2 separate regions of the Sus scrofa genome follow, and region 2 is linked to region 1. The links are chromatin contacts, called in public HiChIP or PLAC-seq maps. All regions are on one chromosome and are shown on one strand. Each heading gives the region's core, a stretch centred on a gene start, on an enhancer-like site or on the middle of the called end of the contact. The rest is flanking DNA. Distances are from core to core; before and after follow the strand shown. Region 1 holds the start of SMAD1 (SMAD family member 1). Region 2 holds the start of OTUD4 (OTU domain-containing protein 4).

Region 1 (5,406 bases), core at 1,501-4,000:
TTCCTTGTCAGTTCAGCCTTTCCACCATAAACAAAATACATGTACCACCCATATCTGAAGGATAACGCCAGACTCCTGCTTAGCTGCCCCTGTAATACGGTTTAATTATGATGACTGAACTAATAGGCTGACATCATAGACTTTTACAGGCTGACCCCATGTCATCCTGATGTATCATTTTGCACCAGTTCAGTGCTGTAAATCAATTTAAGATCTCAAGCAGGTTGAAAAGGCTGGTAATGATGCTTTCTCTGCCGTCTCTGGAGACGCTACATTATACACAACTTACATTATTTATAAAGCCTCAATGATGCCTCCATTAGCCTTGTAAGACTACACAAATGAGATCTTTTATACACACACAACTTGGCCTTGATTATGTAGGCGACTGCAGCTTAAATATACTCATCTAATTACACTCAAGTTTATTCTTTTTCCAATCTAACCAAGTTACTAAACCCAGAATTACTAGAAATCAAAATTACAAACTGCAATTTAGTTTTCAACTAATAAATGTATTGGGGAAAACGAGGCTTACCTGCTCTTAACGCTTTAATGAACTTGGAAAAAATAAATAAATGCCAAGAGGTGTAAGAGCGTAACATTTTTAACCGCCTAAAAACTATCATTTCTCTAAAATGCAAAGGTCATCAGCTCTTCGAAGGTACAAAACCAAAGGATACTGCAAGAAGGAAAAATGTATTTAGTTACATACCTATGGTTGGAAGGGTCAAAACTAAATCAAGGACAAATCCCTACCCTCAGAAGACACCCGATCCTGCCCGGATCCTCCAGAGACTCTGGCATCACCCACCTCTAGAAAATCATCTCCCACGACCCTGGTTACAGTTTCCTAAGAATGGCAATACTACACAAATGTACACCACCTGCACAGAAATATCAAGTAACTGCAAATGCAAAGAGGGAGGGAGGACAGAGGACAAATACTTAAATCAGCACAGCAGATTTAGGCCTGGCACCTCCATCAGAATAACACTGATGCAAAATATTTATACTAACTGAAAATCCTGGGGCGGTGAACATTGATTCTGCCTCAATTCTTCTGAAATCCTGGTTCCAAGACCGCTCACCTACCGCCAATAAAGTGCAAAGGAGTAATTAGAAACAAGACGAAAAATCAACATGGGCAGAAGACAGTTTTCTCACTGTGTTCCTGAATGTGGGCACGTCATCCACGACAGCCAAGGAGAGCGAGATATGCTCTGAAATAAAGGCATTCTGCGATCGAGCTAATCGCGAAGAGTTTCAGCAACGCAAAGGCATACAGAGCTCAGGCAACTTCTGGGATCATTCCATAGACTTTGAAACTTCAGCTGCAATGGCAAAAGAACCTCAGCGGAAAGAAAAAGGCCGGCTGTCAGAGCTCTCACGACAATGGTGCTTTCTCAGGAGACAGTTCTGAGACGCTCCTCGATCTGCAGAAGGGAAAGCGCCTTACTGGGGATCTTGCACGGTGCATTTAAACATCGTCCACGCCTCAAAATAAACAAAAGCCGCAGCTACTGGAGTTGTAAGATCCGGCAGGCATCTGTTCCTCCTCCCTTCCCAAAGTACATCAAGGAAACGCTCTCCCTGGGAAGCCTTCATATGTATTAAGCAACTAGAAAAACAAGCCCACGTCTGTCTCTCTCACACCCACCACCCCCACCTTCCTGCAGAAACAACCCCGAGAAACACTAACAAAGACCATGCGCAGAGTAAATGAACACTTGTTCCACGGCGAACTCACAAATACACATGCAGTGAGGCAATCAAATCCGGGAAAGGGAAAGGAATGAGACGACACTTGGAGACTCGGGGCGCGGGGGGGGGGGGGGGGTAGGCGGAAGAGAAAAAAAAAAATTACGTGCAGCCAAACCTTTGACTAAATTAGAGAGAATTTAGGTGAGAACTTTCCTTGACCTCGACCCTCAAGAGGCTGGCCGGGGCAGAAGAGGGAGCCCGGCCCGAAGCCGGAGGGACGCAGGGCACCGGGTGCCCCCTCGCGCGAGCCCCACTTCGCGGAAAGGACAGCGCCCGCGGCCGCCCTCCGACTCCCGCAGGGGTCGCCCGGCCGGCGCGGGACACAATGGGCCCGGCGGGCCGCGCCGACGGCTCAGGCCCGGCTGCAGGAAGGGAAAGGGAAACGGGCGGAGGGGGGAGGGTGGCCGCCGAGGGCCGGCCGCGGGCAGGGATCGGGGCGAGGCTGGGGGCCAAGGGACGCGGCGTCCCCGCCGGGGACCCAACAAAGACGCAGGGGGCACTCCGGCCCAAGCCCAGCCTGGCTGGCGGAGCGCGAGGGGAGAGAAGGTGGCAGGTTGGTTCCCTAGAGCTGCCGGGAGGCGCCATCATGGGGGGGGGGGGTGCCGGTCCGCCCCACGCGGGGAAGAGCCCCCTCTCCGCCTCAACCGCACCACTGGCCCGGTGCACGACCGCGGCCACCCGGCTGGCCCGCGCCCGCCCCAACCCGAGGCGGTGGCGGCGGCGCTGGAAAGTCCGCGGGGCGCCGAAGGGAGGGCGGGGACGCGGCGGAGGAGAAAGTTGGGTTCGGGTCTGTTTCGTTTTACCGGGTTGGCTGCGCGCCCGTCCGCGCGGGCGCACGAGGTGGCCGGGCGAGCGGGGTCCCCCGCGGCCCCGGTCCGGCCGGCCGGGCGCTGCGCTCGCAGGGTCCCTCCCCGCGCCTCGGCTCGGGCTCAGCGGCTCGGCCTCTCCTTCCTCCTCCCGCCCGCCCGCTCGCTCGCTTGCTCCGGGAGCTTGGATTGATCTGGTCGCGCTGGCGTCAGGGAGTCGGAGCCGCCCAGCCTCCACTCCTCCGCTGCCAATACCGGGCGCACTCGCCCTCCCGCTCCCTCGCTCGCTCACACGCGCACCCGCGCGCGCCGCCGCCGCCGCCGCGCGACCAGGGATCCTCTCCAAATTCCCGGCCCCGCCAGCGCGAGCGCCGGGCCCGCGCCGCCTCCCCCGCCCACCGCCCCGCTGATTCCTAGGAATCGAAACGGCTGTCCCTGCCTCCTCTGGTCCCCGTGAAGCCAACTCAGCCTTACCTGCAAGGGAAGTTCCGCGTTCTATGTTTATTTTCCGAAACATTTGGCCACCCCGCCCACCGAATCGCATTTTAAACATAGAGTGCATTTTTGATCATCACCTTTCGAGCCTCGCCTTTTAGGTCTAGTTTTCCTTGCCCCTCACTCCTCAAAGATTTGCAAGCCCCAGAAGTTGCACGTACTGAAAACTGGATAACCTAGTAACTATTTCTTGTACTTAGCCCAAACCTTGAATCAATACATGTGTTTGATGCCAGTTTCAGGATCTAGAGATTCCAGTAGTTAACGTCTTTGCTCCAAATGACAGATGCCGCAACAGAACTCTCAATTTTTTGATCCAGGTTCTGCCACCTTTTGGTTGACACCAACTTCCCAAAATAAAACTAAACTAGCTCCCATCCACCTGATCTGCACAGACATTAAAAATGTCTGTTTATGAGAGTTTTTTCTTCTCTTAGCCGGCTCTCTAGAAGCTGGCCTGAAATCTTGGATGATTAGGGTAAGGTTATGTTTAGAGAATAATGATTCTGAGGAGTAAATTTACGTGTTCCAAAAGAACTATTACCATCATTTTTTTTAAGTCAAATTAATGGTATTCTCCAATTGTCATGTACTTTACATGTGCACATTCCATTTTAAATTCTTACTTATTAACCATCTTATTGCTACATCCCATGTTTAATCATTCAAAAGAAATGCAACAGGTCCCCCCAAATACATAAAATACTGTTTATATATAGTCAGACTATGTCTGCTAATTTCTTCGTTCAATTATTTGAGCACTTACAGGTCAATTCTTGGGCCTTGTCTTGTTTCCCCTAAGAACAGCATTTGACAGTTAATTCATTCTCTACCCCTGGCAGCAACAGTTGCAATGAGCCTTGTGAAATGCCACTCCAAACAGGTCACTACTGTGCTCAAACCCTCCTTTGATAAATAGAATGTGCTGTATGCACACAATGGAACACATTCAGTCATAAAAAGGAATGAAGTTCTGACATTCTACGTGGATGAAACTTGCAAACCCTATGCTAAGTGAAAGAAGCTAGACAAAAACCCCACAGACTGTAAGCTTCCATTTATATAAAATATAAATGGAGTTCCCGTAGTTGCTCAGTGATTAATGAAACCGACTATTAACCATGAGGTTTCAGGTTTGATCCCTGGCCTCCATCAGTGGGTTAAGGATCCGGAGTTGCGGTGAGATGTGGTGTAGGTTACAGACGAAGCTCGGGTCCCACATTGCTGTGGCTGTGGCGTAGGCCAGCAGCTGTAGCTCGGATTGGACCCCTAGCCTGGAAACCTCCATATGCCTCGAGTGCAGTGTTAAAAAGACAAAAAAATAAAATATCCAGAATAGGCAAATCTATAGAGACAGAATGGTGGTTGTCTATGTTTGGGAGAATAAGGAGCGGGAACGTGACCGCTAAAGGTTATGGATTTTGGGGGGGGGGTGTGTGACAAAAATGTTCTAAAATTAGTTTGTGGTGATGGTTGCACAACTCTGTGGATATTCTAAAGCCCGATGAATTGTGGGCAAATTATGTGGCTTGTGAAGTTTCTTTCGATAAAGCCGTTTTTGAAAAAAAAAAAAGTAAGAAAGAAAGAAATGGCAACTGATGCTTGATTGGATCCTGAGTTGGGGAGAAACCTATAAAAAGACATAGAACTGGTATTTTGGTAATTTTTTCAACCTGTAGATGACATCTCTCAGCACAGTCCTAGTAGCCACAAATGATAATTACTAATACTATGCATGCTATGAAATTTGATTTTGCCCCTTGTGCTGGTCATTTCTTTAAATGGTCCTGGAAAAGTGGACCTTTTTGGAGTTCCCGCTGTGGCGCAACGGGATCAGTGGCATCTCTGAAGCCCTGGGACGCAGGTTTGATCCTTGACCAGGCACAGTGGGTTAATGATCCAGCATTGCTGCAGCTCCAGCATAGGGCCCAACCGCAGCTAGGATCTGATCCCTGGCCCAGGAACTCCGTATACCACGGGGCGGCCAATAAAGAAAAAAATAATTGGATTTTTTAAAAAATGACGTTATCGGGACAACTGTGAAAACTTGAATGTGGCTTGCATGTTAATGCCGTGGTATCAAAAAACCCTCCCCCTGGCAGTTCTCTTGTGGCACAGCAGGTTAAGAACCCAGCACTCTCACTGCTGCAGCTCAGGCTGCTGTGATGGCGTGGGCTCGATCCCTGGCCTGGGAACTTCCACATGCTGTAGGCACAGCCAAAAACAAAACTGAAAAATCCTCCCTTGGCTCTCCTTTTCACTCAAAATAAAAATTATCAGAATGTGTCTAAGCCCCCACATGAATTTTCCTTCCCCCTTTCTTTTCCATTCTGACCTGGTC
Region 2 (5,406 bases), core at 2,178-4,677, 250 kb after region 1:
AATAACAAACTACATTTTTACAAGATAACATAAATTTGTGATGAATTCTGATAAAGGCCTCTGTATTCTTAGTATTTAATAATTCATTTAAGAAAATACCGAAAGTCAACACTAATGTCAAGTTCTATACTAGAATACTTGTTTCAGTGACTGTGTCCACTCTTATTTTGATCATACTATTGTCAGTGAATTAGATTTTTGCAATGGGAAATAAAGACGTTGTAGCATTAGTGATGTATTTGGTTTCCTTTTTAAAGTACTTCAAAGGAATTTGGGGGTTTTAGAAAATGGTGATATTATGGTATTAAAAATATGGAGTTCCTTTGTGGTGCAGCAGAAACAAATCTGACTAGCACCCATGAGGATGCAGGTGCGATCCCTGGCCTCGCTCAGTGGGTTAAGGATCTGGCGTTGCCATGAGCTGTGGTGTACGTCGAAGACGCGGCTCTGATCTGGTGTTGCTGTGGCTGTGGTGTAGGTGGGCAGCTGTAGCTGCCGTGGGTGTGGCCCTAAAAAAAAAAGGCAAAAAAAGCAAAAAAAAAACCAAAAAGCTTTGATAACTTTTTATATGTTTCATTTTGAGTAGCTAATAGTCTTTCAAGCATATTTTCTATTTTAAGCCTTATCCGTATTTTAATCTTATTTAAATGTGCTTATATATATATATATATAATCTTTTTAGGGCTGCACCTGTGGCATATGGAGGTTCCCATGCTAGGGGTCAAATCAGAGCTGTAGCCTCCAGCCTATACCACAGCTCACAGCAACGCCGGATCTTTAACCCACTGATCAAGGCCAGGGATCGAACCCCAAACCTCATGGTTCCTAGTCAGTTTCATTTCCACTGTGCCACAATGGGAACTCCCAAAATCAATCAAAGCGTTTTGAATGACTTCTAAAAAGAGAATTGAAGCAATGTAATCATGAATATTTCAATTACAAAATAAGGTTTTATAAATTTTCAAATGTAAAGCCCCTGAAAATGTTTGTAATATATCTTTAAGATAATTAGCAATGCAATCTTACCATGCTAGACACAGTAGATTTCCCATAAATACATATTGAACATGAGAATTTTTATTGAAGGGATATGAACATAAATGTTAGAAAGGGCGTGGTTTTCTTTTGGCATATCAGCAAGTCTGTTGCTTTTTAAATTAATGCTACCAAATCTACTCATTTTAAGGATTCAATATTTAGGAGTTCCTGCTGTGGTGTGGCAGGTTAAGATCTAGCATTGTCTCTGGTAGCTTGGGCATGGATTTAATCCCTGACCTTGAACAGTGTTAAGGATCCAGTATTGCCACAGGTGTGGTGTGGGTTGCAGCTGTAGCTCTGGTTTGATCCCATGGCCCAGAAACTTCCATATGTCAAAAAAAAAAAAAAAAAAAAAGAAAGAAAGAAAGAAAGAAAACAAAAAGAAAAAGAAAGAAAAAAAGAATTCAATATGTAAATATTTAAGCTCTAGAGTTTACGTATTACTTTCTTTTCAGTTCCTCTGTGGGTTTAAAAGGCAAGCCATGTTTGGAGTTCCCTGGTGGCCTAGTGGTTAAGGATCCAGCATTTGTTACTGCTGTGGTTTGGGCTATGGCCATGGTGTGGGTTCAAACTCTGGCCCAGAGAACTTCTGCATGCCCACATGGGTGTAAAAAAAAGAAAAGCAAGCCATGTTTTAAAAGAAGAAAAGCCAGACACTGTAAATAGTGACAACACTGGGTAGTTATTTTTGAGTGGAATGAGAAGTATAGGCAATGTATACATATTTTTAAGGAAAGAACACATTTGGCTTAAATCTAGATTTTTCTAAAAGTGATTCTGAGTGTTTATTTCTCTACAGAATGTACAAAATTAAATATTGGAAAAAAATTCATTTAGGTCAGAATACTTTTTTGTATTCTCTAAAAACGCAATTGGATATTGAATCTTTGAAACTTAACATTTAAAAATGTGAATACACAAATCATTAATTGCACCCAGTACTGAAAACAAATTTCTCAAATAGAGTTTTTAGTAATTTGCACTGGCTTCTCACCATCTGGCCTGCTTTGCCCCCATTGCAAAGAGTGTGACCACGTCTAAACCTACAATAATCCTTTAGTTCCTCCAGCCCCGCCCGGCTGCATCGTGGCTTTACCGCTGGTGTGGATTTTATGATTAACCACGTGCTTAAATGATTAGGACACCAGATGCTCTTCAGTAAATGAAATTCTGGTGTCACAAAAACATGCTGGATAAATTCTGGGTTCTAAAGCATAAATAGTCATTCAATTTCGGAGGGTAGGAAGTTGAGCGGGAAGATCCAACAAGCTTAAAACTTCCCCTGGGTTCCAGCAAGCACTGGAATCCAGGGCAGGTCCAGCACTTTATTAAACAATTACAAGATGAATTTTTAATAGAAAATCTCTTTTTCCGACCAGCGACATATCTTTGTGCTGGAGGGGGAGGGGGAACCACAAGGTCTGTGGCAAAGGCATCATTCTGCCACGGTGCTTGAGCAGTACTTCTACCCTCTAAGAGGAATCAGCAGTCTACGGTTGATTTATGGACAGTCTGTGTCGCCCCGCAAGGTGTCGGTTCCAGGAGCCTTCGCCAATTAGCTCTATTTTCTGCTTAAGCCCTTAAAGCCACCTCCATGGAAACGCCAGGAGCCGAGGCCAGGGGGAGGGGAGCAGACAGGTGCGCCCTCTGTTTGCAAATACACAAAGGGCCGACCCAGCGGCCTCGGTGTCCCAGGCAACTCCACGCACGCAGGGCGCGCGCACTTCCCGCGGCCCCGCGGCGCAGTGGGTGGATGGCGGGCGGGGCAGCGCGCGCAGGTCGCGGCGCGTCTGCTAGCTGAGACCCTCGGCCTGCTCGCGGACGCTGTGCGGGGAAAGCGCGAAGCCGGCTCCGGGCGGCGGCGGCTTGGGCCCCGCGCTGTAGGGACTTGTAGTCCGCGTGCCTCGCGGGCGCCTCCCAGGGGTAGGCCGGCCACGCGTCCCCGCCCGCCGCAGGCCGACTTCCTGCAGCCGCGTAAACTACACCTCCCACCGTCCTCTCCGCTGTCGGGCCGAAAGCGAAAACAAATTCTGGGCTGCGAGGGTGCTGCCCTCCACCCGGCGCCCCCGCCCGCTCCCCGCCCCTCCGGCGCCCTCCTGCGAGGTGGGGAGACGAAAGGCCGCGTCTTTCTCTTTCGGCTTCCTGGGCTCCTGGTGTGGGGGCTGTGCGGGGACCGCGGGCCTTGCTTCACCTGATCCGGCCCGCGCGCTCGGGGGGCGGAGGTTTCCTCCCGGAGGCCGGGCTGCGACCCCCGGCCCAGTAGCTGAATCGGGCGGCGAGGCCGCAGGGAAGTGACTCCTCGCTCTCGGGTGTTGGTGAATTCCCCCCGCTGGCCCCTGGGCGCGTGGTCGCTCGGGAGGCGGCCGCGTGCGCCCGGCCGTGCATTAGGCAGGGCTCCCTATGAGCGCGGACCGCAGCCCCCGGCCGCCGTCTGCCGCCGCCGCCCGACCAGCCGGAACCCGAGCCCGAGCCGGAGTGCGAGCCCGAGCCGCCGCCCGTCCCCGGCCCGGGCGTCGAGGAGCCGGCGGCGCTGCCATGTGGGGCTAGCCCGCGCCGCGCCGGGCCTGCAGCGCGACCGGCAACATGGAGGCGGCCGTCGGCGCCCCGGACGGCGGCGACCAGGGCGGCGCGGGGCCCCGCGAGGACGCGACGCCCATGGACGCCTATCTTCGGAAACTGGGCTTGTATCGGAAACTGGTCGCCAAGGACGGGTCGTGCCTGTTCCGGGCCGTGGCGGAGCAGGTAATGTGGCGGCCGCCGGGCGGGGAGGAGGAAGGCGGCGGGGCCGGGTGGGAGGCGGCAGGCCGGCCGGGCCCGGCTGCGCGTGGCCCAGCTGTCGTCATAGTGGCCCATTGTCACGCCGGAACGAGGCGCTGCCCTGGGTCTGGAACCTTTAAATCGAAACTTAAAAACCTGATTGTCGTCCTTCCTGGCGAAAGGATAATTAGTTGAGGCTAGCCGGTGAGGCCTGCTGAGAGCCCGTGTACTTGATTGATGGCTGGGGACTTGGCGAAATGCTGTTTCCCCCGTCGGTTCCGCATTCATCCGCTCTGGTTTTATATGCAGTGTTCACGCCAGTAAACCTAATGTTGACTAGAGGAGGTGGTGCACTAGCCTTGACTCCGGGAACGTGATTTTTTCCTGTTATTGGACTTTGGAACGCGGGGTAGCCAAGCCCGCCGAGGTCCATCCGAATCAGGAGGAGGAAATGTGCGGTTTGGGAAAAGCCTGACTTTGGAAAATAGAGAATGTTGGAAGAGAATTGTCTTTGAGTAGATTCCATACTTTATTATCCTTTGTAAGGCAATGTAGGTATACGAAAAATGACTGACTTAAGTGTTTCGCTCTTGGTGGTAGGAAGGTTGTATATACCTGTGGTTCTTTTAGGCCCTTAAACCGAATTTCTCCCCGTTGATGGTCGAAATCTCTTTCTAACACCGTTCTTGGGAGGGTATTTCTGATTTTTTGTGTTTCTGGAAAAGGGCTTATTCCGTGTTACATAACACTGTGTACTTGGTAGGTATGCAGTCACCAAAACCCATCCTATATTAAAAAATAGCTGCTGAAATAGTTGGACAAAAGTTTCACATTACTGCCCTGGTTTGTATTTCCTCTCTCACAGTTTGCTTTTCTTTGGCTTAAGATCCACGCCTCCCTTCCCCTCTCCTCCCACCTTCGGAGTCTTTACAGTTCTCTTTCTCTCACCTTTTTTGAATGCTAAATAGTTTTCCAAATTTCTGTTCGTGAGCAAATGTTTTCCTTAACATCTGTAGACCACTCTATTCTCATTTTTTTCTACCTCCAAAGGCCAGTCATTTATTTTCCAAAGGCCCTTGTTTTCACATAGTAGCAAGAAATCTTTTTTTTAAAACAAGAAATTGATTTAACTGGTCCATACCTTTGCATTTGTTGCAGGCCTTATCATTCAGACATTCTGAACCAAGCTCCCCAAGTCGCACTCTGTCTTTTTCAGTTCAATAGTATTTTTAGAGTTTGAGGATGTTCTTACATTGCTTTGGGATGAGTTCCCACCAACACACCCCAGTCTTTACTTTGGGTAGATAAACTGTCCCATTCATGAATTTTCCTGATCTCCATCTGTTCTCTACCTCAGCCTTCCTGGATTCCTCAGCACCTCCAGAAGCAGAAGGAGGAGGTGAAAGTAAACTGTCTATTGACACATGTTGTTAACTCTAGCTAGAGTTGGCTAAGGAAGGAGGTGACAACCAATAGAAGTAAAGGAAGTGTGGTGCTTATTTGGAGTTGAAATATCCCACATCCTAGCTTATAACGTGAAAGTGTTTCTGGTTTCAGTACTACATGCCATAGATAATTGGCTAACTTGATTATACAGAATCTGTTTTTAAG

Evidence for each region. HiChIP or PLAC-seq counts read pairs in DNA pulled down with a chosen protein or histone mark.
Region 2: a contact with region 1 is called in an H3K27ac HiChIP or PLAC-seq map of alveolar macrophages. The contact joins the promoter of OTUD4 here to the promoter of SMAD1 in region 1. A contact is called at or near these places in 1 of 47 Hi-C or Micro-C datasets (heart right ventricle) and 1 of 2 datasets of contacts at active chromatin or transcription factors (alveolar macrophages).

The regions. Positions count from the first base shown.
Region 1 is chr8:82,985,159-82,990,564 of Sscrofa11.1, forward strand. SMAD1 (SMAD family member 1) reads right to left here and starts at 2,751. Exons shown (of 7, transcript NM_213965.1): 1 at 2,568-2,751.
Region 2 is chr8:83,237,332-83,242,737 of Sscrofa11.1, forward strand. OTUD4 (OTU domain-containing protein 4) reads left to right here and starts at 3,428. Exons shown (of 21, transcript XM_021100662.1): 1 at 3,428-3,780. The coding sequence starts at 3,622.